Regions from separate parts of the Mus musculus genome. Here region 2 is linked to region 1. The links are chromatin contacts, called in public HiChIP or PLAC-seq maps. All regions are on one chromosome and are shown on one strand. Each heading gives the region's core, a stretch centred on a gene start, on an enhancer-like site or on the middle of the called end of the contact. The rest is flanking DNA. Distances are from core to core; before and after follow the strand shown. Region 1 overlaps Iqgap1 (IQ motif containing GTPase activating protein 1). Region 2 holds the start of Sema4b (sema domain, immunoglobulin domain (Ig), transmembrane domain (TM) and short cytoplasmic domain, (semaphorin) 4B).

Region 1 (2,772 bases), core at 26-2,525:
GTTTTTGTTTTCGTTTTTAATTATTTAAAATGAAACATTCTGGAAGTTGGCTCAGTGGGTAAAGGTGCTTTGCTTGCCTTGCCGCTAAGCCCGACACTTGAGTTCAGTCCCTGGAACCTCCTCTTGCAAGTTGTCCTCTGACCTCCGCACATACTCTGTGGCACACACATAAACAAATAAATAAATTCAATGAAAAAAAAGATTTGTAGACTTTAACTTAGATGACATAAAATTCATTTGTAATATTCAGTGAATTGTTAGTTTTTACCAACCCAGTCAGACAGAGGACCCGTTGCTATGAGAGACACCTTTTCTGATCCAGCTCTTAATAAAATCATTTGCTCGCTGAGCAAAGTGGTGGCACACGCCTTTAATCCCAGCACTCGGGAGGCAGAGGCAGGTGGATTTCTGAGTTCGAGGCCAGCCAGGTCTACAGAGTGAGTTCCAGGACAGCCTGGGCTATACAGAGAAACTCTATCTCAAAAAACCAAAAAAAGTATAGATGCCATCCAGAGTTCTCATTTTGCTCGTTAGCCTGGAAACAAGCTTTTGTGTTTTCCCCTCACTACTGTAGAATTTTCTTTCATCTCATGCCTTCTCCTCTGCAGGCCCCTTCTTTTTATTCCTACTGCTCAGAATAATCTTTTAAAATCAAAGTTCAAAGTTTTTTGTTTTTTTTTAAAGACTGGCTCAGGTAGTTTGGCTTGTAGCTAAGGGTGACCTTGGACTCCCAAGCCCTTTTTCCCTACCTCCCAGTGCTGGAATTACAGGTGTTTGACACCACACCCGACATTAAATCAAATTTTATCCCTTCATTCCTGTTTCAAATACGCAAAGAGTTTGCACATTTTCTTTGTCTCCTTCAGCCTGACCTGTTTCTTCCTATGAAACCCCTTTTCTGGTCCCCTCAACCCCAAAGGCTTTCCCTGGGAAGCGGGCTGCCCAGGGAGCCTCCTGTGACACACAGTGCTTGCTGTCTTCGGCTTGCTGGTTTTCTCCCTGGCCTGTACCTGGCACACACTGTCGATTTCCTCAGGCCGCTTGCACACCCAGGGGTTGCGTGTAAGGGTGGTTTAATGGAATCCCCAGTATAGGACTAGCTGACCATATTTGGGAGGTTTCTAGCATAGGGTAATCCTGGCCTGGAGTTCCACTGGGCAGGATGGGTGTGGCAGCTTGAGTTTCTGCTCCTGGAGGAACTGATTCTCAGCGGTTGGGGCAGCCAGTTCCGGCATTGGTCGGTTCCCCTTCTGTATTGCACAGAGCGGGGAAACCACTGAAGTCATGTGCTCTGCAGAACTTGTTCCACTGGTTTCCTCTTCACAGACCCCTAATTCAGATTCCCACCCTGATGCTTTTCTGCATATGTATGCTCTTGGTCCGGGCTTGTTTTAGCCTTGCCACTGTAGCGTTCTGGGATAGGCACGGCTTTGTTTCCCTGGTGGCAGAATGGGTAGGGCCAAGAACTGAAAAATGTTATCAGTAGGACCAGGTAGACAAGTATTATGTAACCACGGAGCTCCGCCTCTAGAAGATTTATTTCTGGGAATTGAGCAGTCTTACATTCTCTCTCTCTCTCTCTCTCTCTCTCTCTCTCTCTCTCTCTCTCTCTCTCCCCTCCCCCCCCTCACACGCACATCCCACACACGAATATATAGCTAACTTACTTATTAACACACACACACACACCCCACACAGATATATAGCTAACTTACTTTTTTTTGTTTTGTTTTGTTTTTGTTTTTAGAGACAGGGTTTCTCTGTGTAGCCCTGGCTGTCCTGGAACTCACTCTGTAGACCAGGCTGGCCTCGAACTCAGAAATCTGCCTGCCTCTGCCTCCCAAATGCTGGGATTAAAGGCGTGCGCCACCACTAATTTATTACCACACACACACACACACACACACACACACACACACACACAAACACAAACACACACCACATGGATATATAGCTAACTAACTTATTACCACACACACACACATATATAGCTAACTGACTTATTACCCCCCCCCAACACACACACGGATATATAGCTAACTAACTACTTCCCTCCTAGCTCTTAGTGTGTATGACCTCCACTCCTCACACCAACTTTAGGAGGTGTTAGGTGTTGCTCCTGTCCGTGTTACAGACGGGAAACGGAAGTCCAGTGGGGTCAGATATCGTGTCATTCTTGCTTACTCTTGCTTCCTTCCCTCTTTGCTCAGGTAGGGTAGGGCATGTTCCTATCTTAGCTGTTGTCACCTCCACTCTTCCCAGGCCTGCTTTCTTTATTGAGTCCTCCATCTTTGTTCTTTTCTTGTAGGCACGCCTACATCTTCCTCACAATGACTGAACACACACAACCCTGGCCCTGGATTTCCCCCCATCCTGGACTGATCCCCACTCCTTCCCCACTTCTTGTACCCCCCTTTCTGTATGTCGTGTCTCTTATCAACTCATACATCTATGGAAGCGACATCTTAGACACTCGCCATGATAGTGTCTGTCCAGGTGGCGGGCCAGCAGCCTTCACCTAAAAGGCAGTCTCAATGAAGACAGCTAGGTTCCGATCACAGGGCCTCAGGAAGGCCAGCTGAGCTAATTTACTCTATCCTCCCCCTTCTCCCCCCTCTCTCTTTTGTTCTCTCCCTCTTCTCCCTTCCTCTCCCCAGGGTCTCTGTGTAGCCCAGGTTGCCCTTGAACTCAGAAATCCTCCTGCCTCTGCCTCGATAGTGCTGGGATTGCAACTCAGTTCTGTTGCGGTTTTGGACTTGTGTCCTTTCTACA
Region 2 (2,700 bases), core at 196-2,695, 580 kb after region 1:
TAACAAGAATGACAGCAAACACCCGCTGAGAGGTTTCTGTACCAAGCCCTATCCTAAGGACTTTGCAACTGGTAATGAGCTGCGCCTTGAGCAAGGCGCTAATATCCCATTTTACAGATGAAGAAATCAAGGCACAGAGAAGTTGTTTACTTAAGGTCATGTGGGAACTAAGTGGCTGAGACAGGATTTGAACTTGAGCTACCAACAATGTTTTGGATAAGGGACTGAGATCCTGTTAGGGGCCTTAACTGAAGAGCTGATTCTATCCTTTTGCAAATGGGATGCTTTTAGGGGTGGGGATGCAAATATGGAGTAGGAAGTCTGGTAGAGTTTTAGTCTGTAACCTCTAATTTATGCACTAACTCACAGTGACAGTTTGCAATTTAGAGGGGTTTGGCCAAACATTGTCTGTTGGCACCTATGTGCCTGATGCCCTCCGAATGCACCAAGTTTTATGAATTTCCCAAGATGACTTTGCAAGGTATCTAAGCCTGAGGCGACTTTGCAGGGGAGGAAGCTGGAGTGCGGGCAGTAGGAAGTACTTACTGGGCTAAGTCCCTAGAATTCCAAACGTTGAGGTTCCCTGGAAAAGGTTCAGGGGCGATCAGACTAAGGGAAGTAAAGAATGAGTGGAGGATTGGAAACACAGGCAGCCAGGGGCAGCTGTAAACCACCAAAAAAGGAATGTGGCCCACCAGGGTGATACCCTCAGGCCCCTCTAGACAGGGTACAGATGGGTCTTCGCAATGTCAGTTTCCAAGTCCCTGTGTTTGGAGTAGGGGGTGAATTCTCCAGGTCGATCAGTCAGAGATGGGCCGGCAGGGAGGAAAGACCTGGCACCCACCCGCCAAACTCCAGGCTCTGCTGTGGCTGACTGAGAATATCATAAGCCCAGAGTTTATAGCACGGCCAGCAGCAGTGCCCTCAGCCCCGTGCCGTTGGTGGCTCCAAGGCTGACTCTGGTCAGCATCAAAGACAAGTAAATGAGTAGGCAGGATGGCTGGCACCTGAGGCCCCTAGTGCCGAGTGTGCTCCCTCCGAGCAAGAGCAGCTGCAACCGAGCAAGAAAGCGGCCCTCTCCAAGTCCAGATAGAAAATGGAAGAAAAGGGCTCTCAGCTCCCTAGCTTTCCCTCCTCTTTCGCTTTGACCACAACTGCTTTCCTGGTCCTAGTGGACCTCAACCTCTCCTTTGTCGTGGCCACCCCACCAAGCATCTCGTTGCCCGCGCTCCCCTCCTTCTGCCGCGCCCCATAGCACTTACCCAGCGGCACACTGATCCGGGGGCCGAGCGCCCGCGTAGTCGTCGTCCGCAGCAGCAGCAGTAGCAGCAGCAGCAGCAGCGCGCGCCGCAGGACAGCGGAGCGGCTCGCCCGGCCCATCGCGGCGCGTGGAGCTCGGACCGCAGCAGGCAGCGGCGTCCTCCTCCGGCTCAGGTTGCTCAAGTGGAATCGCAGGCTGGAGCCCCGCCCCGCGGTTCGGCCCGGAGTCCTTCCCTCGGCCTCCGCCTCTGGACCTGGGGGTGGGCGGCAGGGAAGGTGGTCACGTGGGCCGCCGCACCGTAGGCTCCCTCTGCCCAGTGCTGCGGGTGAAAGCCCCGCGCTCTCGCCGCAGGGAGGAGGGCGCGGAGCAGGAAGTCGACGGGTAGGCGGGCCTCCTAGCTGGTCCTTGCCCAGCTCTTTCCCCTTCCTCCTTCCTGGGCGCTGAAGTACGAGGGGCGCTGGATCGAGTCACCCGACTTGGGGCACTGGGGGGGAGGGGGAGCGGAGCAGAGCCTGGGGACCTGAAGCCCGGAGACCGAGGAGCTCGCAAAGCCGCACGGACCCGCCCTCCTTCCGGCTCCCGGGAACCCTGCCCCACATGCCCCCTACCTACCCCCACCCCCGCTCTGGGAGCTGTGCAGACTCTGAGACGGAGACTGGTAGCTTTCCAGTCTTACTTCCGCGAGAGGTCTATGCATGGTCTAGAATCTAGATACTCTGCTCGGTTGTCCATGCTTAGAATTCTGTCCACGCGAAGCCCGGGGCCGGCGCAGAATCAGTTCAAGTGGGATAATTAGGATTTCACGGACTGCACTGCCAAAGAGGCTAGACCTTCCCCCCCACAACCAGCACGTGGCTGAGCATAGGAAAGGATTCCCTAAGGCTGGAATGAGACGCCAGAGGTATCCACCCGCAGGTACCCCAATCTGAAGTCAATTTGGTGGAGCCACAGCAAAGGAATAGAGGGAAATAAAGAGGGGGAGATCAACAAAGACATCAAGGTTTTGGAAACCCGTTTCAGCTTTTCCTAGGTGAATGGATAAAATTAAAAACTTAAAAATATGTGTTCATTGTTCTTGTGGCAATGAAACCACTTCCCCCAGACTTTTCTGCAGTTGTCGAAGCTACACTGCACTCGCTGCTGCCCATGTGTGCCCATGTGGGCAGTTCCAGAGCCACATCTTTCTACTCTCCTCCCCACCCCCACAGGCAGGTGGCAGTCAGAGCAGACAAGCTCTTGGATGGTCTCAGGTCTTCTTTCTTACATCCAGACTTCCCCATGCTCCACAACTCCTGTACTGTCACCACCCTGACATCCTTCTACAGTCTCGTGTCTTTTCTCATATGCCACATGTCCAATTGCACTGGTTAACCCATCATCTGAAATGTACTGTTTCTGCTCTAACTGCTGCTTCCTTTCCTCCTGTTAATCTCTTCTCA

Evidence for each region. HiChIP or PLAC-seq counts read pairs in DNA pulled down with a chosen protein or histone mark.
Region 2: a contact with region 1 is called in an H3K27ac HiChIP or PLAC-seq map of thymic regulatory T cells, with 4 times the contacts expected there. The contact joins the promoter of Sema4b here to the enhancer-like site in region 1. A contact is called at or near these places in 2 of 484 Hi-C or Micro-C datasets (CD8 T cells and embryonic stem cells) and 3 of 115 datasets of contacts at active chromatin or transcription factors (embryonic stem cells, pancreatic cancer cells and thymic regulatory T cells).

What each region holds. Positions count from the first base shown.
Region 1 is chr7:80,777,939-80,780,710 of GRCm38.p6, reverse strand. All of the region lies in intron 2 of Iqgap1 (IQ motif containing GTPase activating protein 1), which reads left to right. Among named protein-coding and RNA genes, the nearest start is that of Iqgap1, 24 kb to the left of the region's middle. Within about 2 kb of position 1,275, at least 245 of the 459 cell types and tissues checked have an H3K27ac peak or open chromatin away from gene starts, as enhancers often do. A contact at or near this core is called in CD8 T cells, embryonic stem cells, pancreatic cancer cells and 1 more, where this site is marked.
Region 2 is chr7:80,197,333-80,200,032 of GRCm38.p6, reverse strand. It overlaps Sema4b (sema domain, immunoglobulin domain (Ig), transmembrane domain (TM) and short cytoplasmic domain, (semaphorin) 4B), which reads right to left and starts at 1,445. Exons shown (of 14, transcript NM_001360135.2): 1 at 1,263-1,445. The coding sequence starts at 1,380.